Linked DNA regions of Sus scrofa: region 2 is linked to region 1. Evidence: chromatin contacts called from public Hi-C data. All regions are on one chromosome and are shown on one strand. Each heading gives the region's core, a stretch centred on a gene start, on an enhancer-like site or on the middle of the called end of the contact. The rest is flanking DNA. Distances are from core to core; before and after follow the strand shown.

The links. A called contact is a pair of places that touch in the nucleus more often than the background predicts.
Region 2: a contact with region 1 is called in a Hi-C map of fetal skeletal muscle, with 2.2 times the contacts expected there. The contact joins the promoter of CAMTA2 here to the enhancer-like site in region 1. A contact is called at or near these places in 1 of 5 promoter capture datasets (liver), 13 of 47 Hi-C or Micro-C datasets (alveolar macrophages, blood, brain and 8 more) and 2 of 2 datasets of contacts at active chromatin or transcription factors (alveolar macrophages and skeletal muscle).

What each region holds. Positions count from the first base shown.
Region 1 is chr12:51,870,796-51,876,806 of Sscrofa11.1, reverse strand. No RefSeq gene overlaps it. Among named protein-coding and RNA genes, the nearest start is that of RABEP1, 16 kb to the right of the region's middle. Within about 2 kb of position 2,491, at least 8 of the 83 cell types and tissues checked have an H3K27ac peak or open chromatin away from gene starts, as enhancers often do. A contact at or near this core is called in fetal skeletal muscle, where this site is marked.
Region 2 is chr12:51,930,504-51,937,283 of Sscrofa11.1, reverse strand. CAMTA2 (calmodulin-binding transcription activator 2) reads right to left here and starts at 5,490. Exons shown (of 23, transcript XM_021067750.1): 1 at 4,904-5,490; 2 at 3,512-3,606; 3 at 3,209-3,312; 4 at 1,727-1,794; 5 at 1,511-1,646; 6 at 863-934; 7 at 451-604; 8 at 1-114. The coding sequence starts at 3,542. INCA1 (protein INCA1) reads right to left here. Exons shown (of 6, transcript XM_021067760.1): 6 at 5,820-6,359. The coding sequence ends at 5,939.

The sequences.
Region 1 (6,011 bases), core at 1,242-3,741:
CGCAGGGGAAATGAATCTGACCGGTTCGATCCCTGGCCTCGCTCAGGGGGTTAAAGATCCAGTGTTGCCGTGAGCTGCGGTGTAGGTCGCAGATGTGTCTCAGATCTGGCATGGCTGTGGCTGTGCTGCAGGCCCACAGCTGTACCTTTGATTCAACCCTTAGCTGGGAACCTCCATATGCCTCGAGTGCGGCCCTAAAAAGCAAAAACAAAACAAAACAAAAAACAACAAAACAAATTACCTGTATGATAATTCCAACATCCCTGCCATGTCTGGTTCTGATGCTTGCTCTGTCTCTTGAAACTGCGTTTTTTGCCCTTTAGTGTGCTTAGTAGTCTTTTCTTGATAGCTAGACGTGATGCACTAGGTAAGGGAACTGCTCTTAATAGGCCTCTAGCGATGTCGTGGTCGTGTGGCGGGGCAGAGAGTGTTTTACGGTCCAGTGATGAGGTCTCAGTCTTTTAGGGAGCCTGTGCCTCTGGATTGTGAGCTTTGTAAATGTTTCTCAGGTTTGTTTTCTCCCCACCTTTTTTTCTATCCCATTTGGATGAAACAGGATGGTTAGAGTAGGCTGGAGTTGGGTATTGCCCTTTCTCCAGGTCTGTTGGCCTTGATAAGACCCCAGCAGGTTAGGTTCTGGTTAGCTGGTTTCCTGAGGACAGCCCTTGTTAAGAACAGAATGCGCTGGCATATTTCAAAATCGTTCCCTTTCTCCTTCCCCAGCTAAAAGCACAAGGAGATATATCTCCAGTATTTAGTGTGAGAACTTGATGAAGTTCTTGAAGGTAAAATTCACAAAAGCGTGCCCGTCCCACCCCTGTAACTGGGTCCCCCTGGAGTTTTTAACTCTTAGACTTGTTCGCACTCTCAGAATTGCCTCCAGCAGTTCATCAGTTTCAGTTCAGACTTCCTTAGCCCAGCACTGGTTCTGCTGGAGTTTTCTCTTCTGTTGTGATTCTCTATATTTGCCTTTTGCTCCGGTTTTGGCGGGCAGTAATTTGCCCTTTGACCTCACTTCATGTCATTGATGGATCTCAGAAGAGTATTTGATTTTTCGGCTTGTTTAGCTTGTCACTTGTTAGGATGGAGGGGCAATTTCCAGGCTTTGTACATGTGGAACCAAAAACTGGAACAGATTACAGTGTGATATGTTCTTGTTGTTGCTGTTTTGTTTTGTTTTGTTTTGACTGTGCCTGAGGCATGCGGAAGTTCATGGGCCAGGGATGGAACCCACGCCAGAGCAGTAACCAGAGCCTAGTAGTGAGTGTTGGATCCTTAACCTGCTGAGCCACCAGGGAACTCCCAGATTACAGTTTAAAATAATGCATTCTTTGAGTTCCCTGGCGGTGCAGTGGGTTGAGCGTCTGGCATTGTCACTGCTATGGTTCTGGTTACTACTGTGGCTTGAATTCGATCCCTGCCCCGGGGAAATTCTGCATGCCCAGGTGTAGCCAAAAAAAAGTAATTTTTGAAATAATTGGTACCATTTATGTGGTACAGGAAACAAAAGGGCACCACTACCCAGTTTTCCTCCTTAAGAGTAAGGATCTTTATCCTTCTAGAGACAGGCTGTACATATACAATCAAATTTATATAGTAGGGTTTTTCCTCCCTCTGTTTTTGTTTTTTGTTACACACAGTTGCTAATGTTCAGTAAAGACTGTTCTGAATCTTGTTTTTATTTTTAAGATGGTTTGATACTGGTTTTTAAAGAGCTTCTTCCTTCTTAGTCATGGCTACAAAGTATTCCATTGTATGCATGTATCATAATTTAGCTAACCTCTTCCCTATGGATCCATTTAGACTGTTCCAAACCATTTGCTGTTATGAACAATGTTACACTAAATCACTTGTACAATTGTGATTTTACACACAATTAAGTCTCTCTGTTGAACGCATTCTTAGGAGTGGAATTGCTCAAAGGTGCATGCATCTTCAGTAAAACTAAAAAAAGGGGGGCATGCATTTTTCATCTGGGGAAACTTGCTCTCCCTGGAATTTGCGCCAATTTGCCTTCCTCCAGCTCATGTCCCCGCCCCTCTCACCAGTAAAGTTTTATGTTGTTTTTTTTTTTTTAAATCTTTACCAATGAGCTGAAAAATGTGACATGTGTGGCCAAAAAATGTACAGCATACTCCACTTAGGATAATTCATAGTGGAGAAAAATCATGTAAACGTAGCACATACCAGGGAATCTTCAACGGCAAGTTGCAATTTGTTAGGAATTACGGAATTCATAGTGGAAAAAACCTTATGAATGTCAGGAATGCGGGGAAACTTTTTTAGGGGGCGATCTCAGCTTGCCTCAACATCAGAATTCACAGTGGAAAAATGCTATAGGAATGTAATGGTTTGTGGAAAGTTTCTGGAAGGGTTCATACATTGTTCAACATGAGAAAATCCATTTGGGAGGGAAGCCGCTGTGAGGACTCTGACTGTGCACGAGCCCTCAGCCGCAGCTTGGGTCTCACTGAACACCAGTGACTTCACACTGGCAGAAACCTTAGGAAAGTCAGGCGTGTGGGGAGACGTGCAGACATGCTTCAGCCTTACTGGTTCCGAGGCGTCACGTTAGAAACCTTTTTTTTTCTTTTTTTTTGGTCTTTTTGTCTTTTTGCTGTTTCTTTGGGCCGCTCCCGCGGCATATGGAGGTTCCCAGGCTAGGGGTCCAATCGGAGCTGTAGCCACCGGCCTACGCCAGAGCCACAGCAACGCGGGATCCGAGCCGCGTCTGCAACCTACACCACAGCTCACAGCAACGCCGGATTGTTAACCCACTGAGCAAGGGCAGGGATCGAACCCGCAACCTCATGGTTCCTAGTCGGATTCGTTAACCACTGCGCCACGACGGGAACTCCAGAAACCTTTTCAGGGTAGTGACCACAGGAAAGCCTGTCCGCAGAGTCCGCATCTTATTCTCCATCCCTGAGTCTGCTTGTAAGAGAAACCCTGTCGTTTATTGAATGTGGTAAAACCTTTCATCAGAGCTCGAGTCTTTTTCAACATCAAAGAATACATTCCAGAGAGAGACCCTGTGAATAACATCGTAGGTGTTGGAAGGCCTTCAGTTATGTTTGAAACCCAGAAGATTCCTACAGGAGAGCAACTGGCTGTGCTAAATGTGCACGTGCTCTCAGACCTGGGTCGGGCTTTACAACAGCATCAAAGAATTCATTTCAGGGAAGACGCCTGTGAAGGTAGTGAACGTGACGATACCCCCAGCCAGACTTGTGCCTGAGAATCTACCTGTGAAAAAAGAGGTGCTACAAACTTGTGCAGTTTGAGTGTCTCTGTGTATTTAGTGTTTGAGGTGAAGCTGCCATCGGATCCCTGCATGCACTGCCTTGGTTCCTAAATCCCTATTTTTTTTTTTTTTTTCTTTTTTGGCCACCCCTCAGCTTTTGGAGTTCCTGGGCCAGGGATCAGATGTGAGCCACAGGTGCAACCTATGCCACAGCTGCAGGTAACGCGGGATCCTTAACCCACTGTGCCCCGTGTCCTGGCACTGCAGAAGGCTTTTGATCCTGTTGCACCAAAGCGGGAACACCGGCTCCTACGTTTCTTACGTGAATAGCTGATCAGATGGTAAACCTGGAGGAACGTTTGTCTACAGTTCCTCTTTCTATATCATCAGAAGTGCCACACCAGTTGGAAAAGCACTAGATTCAATTCTTGGAAAAAATCAGATGCATTCTGACTTGTCATGCCGTGTAAATAGCTCGAATGTCCTTGTGGAGAAGGATCAGAGCTTCTGATGTCTCTTGGAGTCACTTCCCACCCAGAATCAGGGACATGCAGGGCAGCCCTGGCATGGAGGGTCCTGGCACATGTCTTCCACTGAGAAGAAGTTAATATTGGGAAGAAAGATCCCAGGGGGCTGTGGTAAAAGAACCCTCATGCCTTTGAAGGGCTAAAGGGTGGAGGGACCCCGGTAAAAATGAGGGAAGAAGATGCTGGCGTCGCAGTTATTTTCTGGTACTTAATGTTGATTACCCTTTAGGGTGTTGCCTAGTAGGAGGAGGTGAAGATGCATTCACGCTCATGGGGACTAATGCCTGCCTGTTTCCCAGGACTCGGCCCCTGTGTTTCTTCTCATTCCTGCCCATTCTCTGTCAACACAGGCAAGACGGAGGCATATAGGTTCCCGTGGAAACTCTCCCGAGATAGAGTTTGGGGCCAGGACGAAAGTGAGTGCCCAGGGTGCAGAGTTGACGGAGGCACCGACTCTCTTGCCTGACCCTGAGAGTGATGCTCCCTTAAATATAGTGGCCTTGTGCCTCACTCGCGTCGCCCTAGTCCTGGCCCTGGAGGGAAGCCCTCAAGCCGAGATGGCTTGTTTGGAGGGGACTAAGTGGAAACCTGCATCTCGGGGGTCTTGGAAAGAGCTGGAGCAGAAAGGGATGGAAGGAAGAATGAAAGACGCGCTTGGGAGGAAGCTGGTCGTGGGACAGGGCTGTAGGAGTGGGCTTAGTCACAGAGCCACAGCGGCAAGACTGGGCAGCTCTAAGACACACCCTTGCCACCTTCAGAGGCACCAGCAGTGGCCCTTTCTATGCTCCCTGGTCCGTTCACTGCGTGCTGCCCTGCTAGACGCATTGCTTTTAGAGGAAAGCTTGGGTTGGACCCTTTCCAAGGAGGTCTTCGGAAGCTGGCTCAGGTAGTGGTGCTTTATTATAAAGGTGCTGGGTTTATTTTTATTTTTATTGTTACGTTATTTTTTATGGCTTTTTTAAATAAAGGTAAAGGGATAATGTGGCAGGTCTGGACATTCCCAGACAACACAAACCCTGCACTTTCCCAAGATTTTCAAGACTGGCCCTTGACCAGCTCCTGGGGGATAACCTTTGAGCCCTCAGGAGTACCTGCTGAGAGTATCTTTGTACCTGAGCCTCGGGCCAAACCAGATAGTTGGTGCTAACAAGGTGATAAGTGGGGAACACCAGTTTTTGTGTGCCACCGGGGCTTTGGGCCACACTGCCTCTGGGCTGGAGACTGAATGGCTAAGGTCAGTCACACAGACACTCCATGCCTACGTGACTGACCCCCAACCGACATCCTCACCTCCAAGGCTCAGGTGAGCCTCCCTGGGGACCCCGACATAGATAGGCTTGCAGGAAAAGCCAGGAAAAGGAGAGCAGTCTTCAGATTGTTTTGGATCCATGGCAGGTCTAAGGACTTTTTTTTTTTTTTTTTTTTTTTTTTTGTCTTTTTAGGGCTGCACCCATGGCATGTGGAGGTTCCCAGGCTAGGGGTTGAATCGGAGCTGTAGCCACCATCCTAGGTCACAGCCACAGCAAGGCCAGATCCGAGCCTCGTCTGTGACCCACACCAGAGCTCACAGCAATGCCAGATCCTTAACCCACTGAGGGAGGCCAGGGATCAAACCCACGTCTTCACAGATACCTGTCAGATTTGTCTCTGCTGAGCCAGGATGGGAACTCCAGAACTTCTGGTTTTTTTAATAATAATTTTCAGTCACAGGTGTACCCGTCGTGGCTCAGCGGAAACAAATCTGACCAGTATCCATGAGGATGCAGGATCTGTCCCTGGCCTCACTAAGTGGGTTAAGGATCTGGCATTGCCATGAGCTGTGGTGTAGGTCGCAGAAGCAGCTCACATCTGCTGATGCTGTAGCTGTGGCGTAGGCTGGCGGCTACAGCTCCGATTCGACCCCTAGCCCGGGAACCTCCATGTGCCGCAGGTGCGGCACTAAAAAGACAGAATAGTGATAATATTAATTTTCAGTCACAGAACTTGTGTTATTTTTTTGGCCACACCCATGACATGCAGAAGCTCCTGGGCTGGTGACTCAAGCTGCTGCAGTGACAACACTGGATCCTTAACCTTCTGAGCCACCAGGGAACTCCACAGACCTTTATTTGTAAACCAATTAAAAGAACCCAAAGATAAACGTTCAAAAGCAAAGCAAAGAGAGAACACAAACAGCTAAAACTGTCTGTAGGTTGCTAAATCTAGCAGCCCAAGAATTCTACCAATTGTCAAACAAAGAC
Region 2 (6,780 bases), core at 4,241-6,740, 57 kb before region 1:
AGGCGTGGGTTCGGGGTGCAGGCTTGGTCGGGTGGGTGTCCAGGATCTGCTGCACCAGCTGCTCCACAGAGAACTCTTCCGTCCCGTTCCCACAGCTCCACTTGATGCCATGGACTAGGGGAGGGTTGAGGGGAAGTGCTGTGGGATCCCCACAAAATAGTCCCCAGAGAAACCTGGTGGCTGCTTCAAGCACTTGAGGTGCTCCAAGACTTCCGGCCAGGTGAATAAAGGCCAGCAGCCTCAAGACTGCTCCTGCCTGGAGCTCACAGCTGCCTTCCACATTCCAACGCCTTAGACCACAACAGGGACCCTGGTACCCCCATCCGCACCCCCAGCCCCACCCAGGAAAGAACCCTCTTGGCTTGGGGGGCAATGGTCACCCCATAGGCTCCCGGGAGGCCCCTCTCCTGCCTCTCCTGTGAGGGTGCTGTCCTGGCCCTGCTGCCTTACACATGGGCTTCAGCTGTCCCAACAGCTCCTCCCGGGACCACTTCAGCCACTCTCGACGATCGCTGCTGATGGAACAAAAGATGGGGCTGCAGCCCTTTCCACAATCCTCCAGGGCTGGGACGTTCAGGTAGTGCACAAGGACGATGTCGGGGTTCTGAGAGCACAAGAGCACACGGAGGCCATGGCATCCTGATGTCCAGCGGCTCCGCCTCCTAGTCCTCTCTTTCTTCCTGGGCACCCCCAACCTCATCCCCCGATTCCGGCTCTCTCCACCCCAAACCCTTTTCTCTTCTTCCAGGCTCCTTTCCCCACCCAGAACCTAGTCATCCCTCCACCTCATTCTTTTTTTCAGGCCGCCATGTCCCTCAAAGAGCCAGGAAGACTCTGGCTCCCTGAGCGCTTCTGTCCTTACCTGGAGCAGCCAGTAGCAGCGCCGATGGAATGTGGGGACGATGGAAGAGTGAACGTAGCAGCCATAGAGACACTGCCAGGAGACAGGCTGGGGTGGGGGAGGGCTAGTCTGCTCCCCAACTCTTCCTCTGTTCAGTCCCTTTGCAGGAATCCCCCTCTTTCCAACAGTTCCTTTTTAACCCTCCCCCGCCCCCAGCTTTTCCCCACACCTTTCAAATCCCAGGATCATGAGTCAGGCCAGACAGGGGCAAAGCAAGCGCGGGCCAAGGCCTCACATGAGGACCAGGTCTGAGGAATGGGACTCTCCAGAGATCGGAGGGCAGGGCAAGAACGGATCCGAGATGAGGAGCAAAGATGTGAGGGAAGAGACACCTGTGCTTAGAGGTTCGGGCTGGACCCTTGCAGGAACTTGGAGAAAAGTGAGGGGATTGGGCATCTGTGTCCTCCAGAGGGAGGCACGGCCGCGGTCCTGAAGAAAAGGGTCATGGAGAGGATGGGAAGCAGAGAGCGGGCCCAGCAGCTGGCTAGCTGATCCAAAGTGAGTGGAAAGGAAGCAGTGACTGGGAGGGTGCTAGGCAGAGGATGTGCCCCAGCCCAGCTAAGGGTGGAGAAGGGGCGCCGGGGCAGGTGAGCTGGAGGCCTCGCTTACCTCCATGCCCTGGACCTTCAGCTTCATGTGGTCCTCTCGGGTGGTCTTCCCGTCTTTCCGCTTCTTCCAGAGGTAACCATCCTTCCGGTATTTCACCTTCTTGCGGTTGTAGAGGATAATGGAGCCATTCTGAGGCCTGAGGAGGACGCGTTGGTCTCGTGCTCTGTGAACAGAACCAGGATCCCTACCAGCCCCCACCTTTGCCAACTCTCTCACCTTGTCTTGGGGGCACAGGATAGCCACTCATCATGCTTCTCGAAGGTGATCAAGTAGGATGCAATCTCCTGCAGGAGAGGAGGCACTCAGGTTTGCGTCCCCTTCCCCAAGTCTCAGCCTGGCCTCTCGGTCATCCCCTCAAGTCTCACTCTACGCTGCATTCCAGCAGCTCGTCGGGGACGTGGCCCAGTATCTGGACCCAGCAAGGCCCACCGCCCTCCCAAGCATCCCAGGTTGTTCCGTCTCAGGCAAAAGTCTAACCTTCTCTTCCTTCCTTCTCTCTCAACCTGCAGGCCGGGTCCAAGGTCTCTGTCATCCATTCTTCACGCGGCATAGCTATTTTACCCTTGCTAAGTCCCATTTTTGTGCCATTTCCTGGCTCAAAAAATGTCAATGGTTTGATACTGCCAGGAACTCCAGACTTCTCAACCTGAAGCCAAGGTTTTTCCAGACCAAGGATCTTCATTCCCACTATTTCCCTGAACTGCATCTATCATTCCATGGTCAGACCGGCCCACCAACTCCTCTGAACGTGCCCTGGGCAGCTACCTGAATACGAGTGCCCTACAGGCCTGAAATGCCACGTGCACATTTCTCTGAGCCCACAAAGCCTAGCCATCCTGTAGACCGAATCCCTTCCCAGATCTCCAGGAAGCGCCTCTGAGGACCCAGCCCTTCCTGCATTTACAAAGATCATACACACATGCTCTTTTGCTGACAGTTCTCCTCTCATTAAATAGTCAAATCCATCATGACCAACCACAAGTACACACAAAGCACCGTGTGTGGGGGGCGTACAGAGGTGTGTGCCCTCCAGAAGGAGCCCCCATCAGTGGTACTTACAGAGCAGGGGCTAACTAGTCAGTTTCCTAACCTACACCTCGAGGATAGCAGCAGCACCGGCTCTACAACGTCTTTGGAGAACTGAATGAGATAATGCATGTCAAATGCTTAGCATAGTGCCTCGTTTGTAGGAAATACTTCCTTTTTTTTTTTTTTTTTTTTTTGTCTTTTTGCTATTTCTTGGGCCACTCCCGTGGCATATGGAGGTTCCCAGGCTAGGGGTCGAATCGGAGCTGTAGCCACCGGCCTACGCCAGAGCCACAGCAACGTGGGATCCGAGCCGCATCTGCAACCTACACCACAGCTCATGGCAACGCCGGATCATTAACCCACTGAGCAAGGGCAGGGACCGAACCCGCAACCTCATGGTTCCTAGTCAGGTTCGTTAACCACTGCGCCATGACGGGAACTCTGGAAATACTTTCTAAGTGGTAGATATTATTCTTACACAGGTGAACATGCCAAAGAGAAGCCAGTTCTCACAAGACATAGGTCTTTATACCTCTCCTATGATCCCCAAAGCGCCGAGAACAGTACCCTGAAATTGAGAGTGTCAGCAGGCACAGGAAGACCCCCATTCATGCTCCTCCAGCCCACCAGGCCCTCCGAGGCCCTAATCTCCCAGGCTCCCGAGAAAACCTCGTTTGTGTTCCACCGGAGCCGCTCTGGAGGCAGCAGCGGACAGCGAGGAAGACACTCCAGCAGCTTCTTGGGGAGAAAGATCTTCAGGTGGTGGCTGTTCTCTAGAGGGAATTAGAAGGGAGAGCTTCGTGTGCTGCCCTGACAGCCCTGTGACAGCCCAGGGGACAGGGGCCGAACCCAGAGCACTGGGGGAAGTAAGACGATGACAAGGAGTGCAGGGATCCAAGAATCAGAAGATCACCACCACTCCAGGAGGAAAAAAGGCTGTGCCCAAACTGGGAACCTGGACTGTGAACTCACCAGCAACCTCGGTGGTGTCCTTGGTATTCATGGTGAGGGCTCCAGGGGGCAAGATCACCCCCGGCCAGAAGGGCCGGGGGGAGGGGGAGTCTGTGCTGAGAAGGGAGAGAACAAGGTCATGGCAGAAGCCCCCACGCTAATGGATGAGAATGAGGTGGGAGATGGGTACAGAACTGGGTCATGATATCTGGGAAAGATAAGGAAGAGAGAGGAAGCGGTTGGACTGTGATGACAGAGTACAGCCGGGAATGGAGGAGAGGGACAGCCCAGCCATGGGCCAGTAACGAACACGAGCGGGGAGACACGACAGGACAGAGCCGTCAGGAAGAGACCGGCCCGGTGGGGGAGGGGAGAGAAGGCCGGCGGGGCTGGCGCGTTTCAGAGGCCCTACAGCCTGGGCTCTTGTGAGGCTGGGGCTGCGATGGGGTCAGGTCCTGGGGCTGGGACTCAGAGCATCCGGTCCTTGGAGAATGGTCTGACAAATAAGAGCCTGGATGCTGGGGGCAGGGCAGGAGATCTAAGTCCGGGTAGAGAGCTAGGCCTTAGAAGACACACCCTGAGTTCCTTCTCTATTTGATTTTTCCAAGGGGAAGGGCAGATCTGCTAACTGATTATAATCCACACCCTCTCCTCCAGGCTGGTCAGGGCCTGGGAGAAACGGAGCTACACACCCAGGACCCAGCCTCCCACCCTCAGGACAACCCATCCTCCACCCTGAGACAGACCGCCCTCTCCTCTCCTATCCCTCCGCACCTCTCTCCCCAAAGCCTCTGCTTCCCTTGGCCTCCAGGCCTACCCTACCCCATCTACCACTCTGGCTCCAGCCTGGGCCCCCACCCTTCTGGGGGAACAGATGGAAGCTGGAGGATGCTCTCGGCGCGGGCTCCGCCAGGTGTCCGGGGATGGAGAGGGGGCAAGAGGCCCGTCCGAGCTCGGCTGTGTGCAGCCGAGCCTGGGTTGGGTAAGGACTCCGCCCCAGGGCGCAGGTGCGAAGTCCGGGCTAGGCAGCCAGCCAGGGTGCGGAGCGGGCCGGGGGCTGCCCCTCGCGGCGGTGCGGTGGTCCCCAGGGACGCTCCGAGGTGGGAGGGTCCCGTCTCCCGCCCGCACGTCGGGATGTCCTGGAGGAGCTGCGGCGCGGAGTCCGCGGGTGCACGGCGAGCGAGGGGCAGTGCGGGTGCGGGGGTCCCCGGGACGGTCCGGCCCGGCCGGTCCGCCTCGGGGCCCTGCGCCGAGCGGCGCCCCCTGGCGCGGGGGAGGAGGACGGAAGCGGGGAGTCGGGGCGAACCCGGCGGAGGGCCAGTGGTCCCCGGCGCGGTGCGCCACGTCCCGGCCGGCGGAGCTGCGCCCCCTGGCGCGGGGGCGGAGAGGCGGGCGAGAAGCCCTGGCTCTTACCTCCCGGGGTCCCGCGGGTGACGGCGGCAGCGGCCATTCTACCCCACACCGACCCCCCCCCAGCGCCGGCTGACAGCGGCGTCCGACGTCACTGCGCACGGGGCGGGGCCTCCCAATTAAGGGGCTGAGGGTCGCGACTGGAACCTGGGGTCAGCGGCACACGTGGGGCTCTGGGTGGGGCGCCAGCCCGAGGCCCTCGGCTTCCAGGGCCCCGAGCCAGGCCGAGGGACGGACTGCCGGGCAGTCCCAGGAGGGGCAGCCGTGCCGAGGGGCGGGATGCCGGGGTCCCGGAGGCGGAAGCTCGGCGACTGACGTGACCTCGGCCGGGGAAGTGGGGCGCGGGCGGCCGGCAGCGCTGCTGGGCGGGGAACGCAGGAGCGGGGCAGGACTTCATTTGGGGATCCAGCCCTTCATTTGAGCGGGGTTCCCTGCGAAGGCGAAAGGAGCCCCCCTCCCCACGAGCCTCTCCATCACTGCTCGGCGGAAAGAAAGACAACTCAAGGGCTCAACTTGCTGGGTTTTGGTAACAGAACAGAGAAGAGCGCACAGGGGCAGGGAGCCGGCTTGGGGGACGCTGGGGAGCTCCTGTGAGAGGGGCGGGGCGGGCTGGAAGCCAGGGGGCTGTCTGCGCCTAGTCCAGAGGATGGGAGAGGAGGGTGGGGGGCCAAGGAGAAGGGGAAGGCCTGGACGTCGGAAATGCCGGAGATTCCAGCGCCGAGAACTCGTCTTGGGCCCGAGGCACGCCCGCACCTTGGGGTGGACGGCTTCTCCTTACTCCTCAGACCACAGCTCCATCCCCCAGCGACTGCAAACGGGGTCCCTACTGGCTGTGGCGGTGCTGAAGGAGGCCAGAGAACTCAGCCCCCTGGAGAGACAAGACCTCTCCTGGCCCAGGGGACTCCAGGGAGACCAAAGCAGCTGTACGGATGACAAAGATAACGAGAGAATCAAAAAGAAGTCTCTCTGCAGATTTCCTAGTCCCCAAACCCACCCTCAGCCCCCAGTCTCCGGCTCTTAGCTACTTTATTTTTCATTTTACTTTATTTTTATGCCACGCCCGAAGCATGCAGAAGTTCCTGGGCCAGGGATAGAACCTGCGCCACAGCAGCGACCCGAGTCACAGCAGTGACAATGCTGGATCCTTAAGTCACTGTACCGCAGGGGGCCAACCTTTATTTTTGTTCCTCTCAAATCCATCTGTCCAGTGCGGTTCTTGGCTTCTGCTGTCTCTCCATATAAGACATCCACGTCCCCTCCACGCCCCCGCCCCAAGTCCCTCTTCAGCCCTACCTGGGCCCTGCCAGGACTGAGGAGGTCGTCCTCTTCCCTTGGGGAGTTTGCCCTCTCCTCCTCCGGATCAGGGTGTCGCCGGGTGCTGGGTTGTCCACAGCCGTCTTCATCCAGCCCCAGCGGCTCAGGTGCAGCCCCAGAGCTGCCCCACTGGGCTTTCTTCAGTCTATGGAGACTTTAGGTTTAGGAAAGAGGTGCCTGGAAGCCAGGCTCCTGCCTCTCCGTTCTTCATCCTTTCTGCCCTGAAAGCCTCCCTGCTGGCACCAGGGGTGTTGTCTCCACTCCCAAATTTCTGCTCCCCTCAGACTGGAGTATTTTCAGTCCAGGGGCTCAGATGTACCCCCTAGCTCCCCACTAGCCTCTAGTTCTAGGGCGTGCTTTCCTTTCTTCAGTGGCCTGAGTGCCACCCCCTCCAGCTCTTAGGGCTCATCCCCCATCCCTGAGTTCCCTCCTCCTTCCCATATTATGAAACTGCTGCTTCAGTCCTACCGAGACCATGGCTCATTCCCAGACAACCTCCAATTCCTTCAAAGTTCTCCACCTTTTCCTTAGTTCAAACCATCCTGTACCCATACCCTATCTGCCTC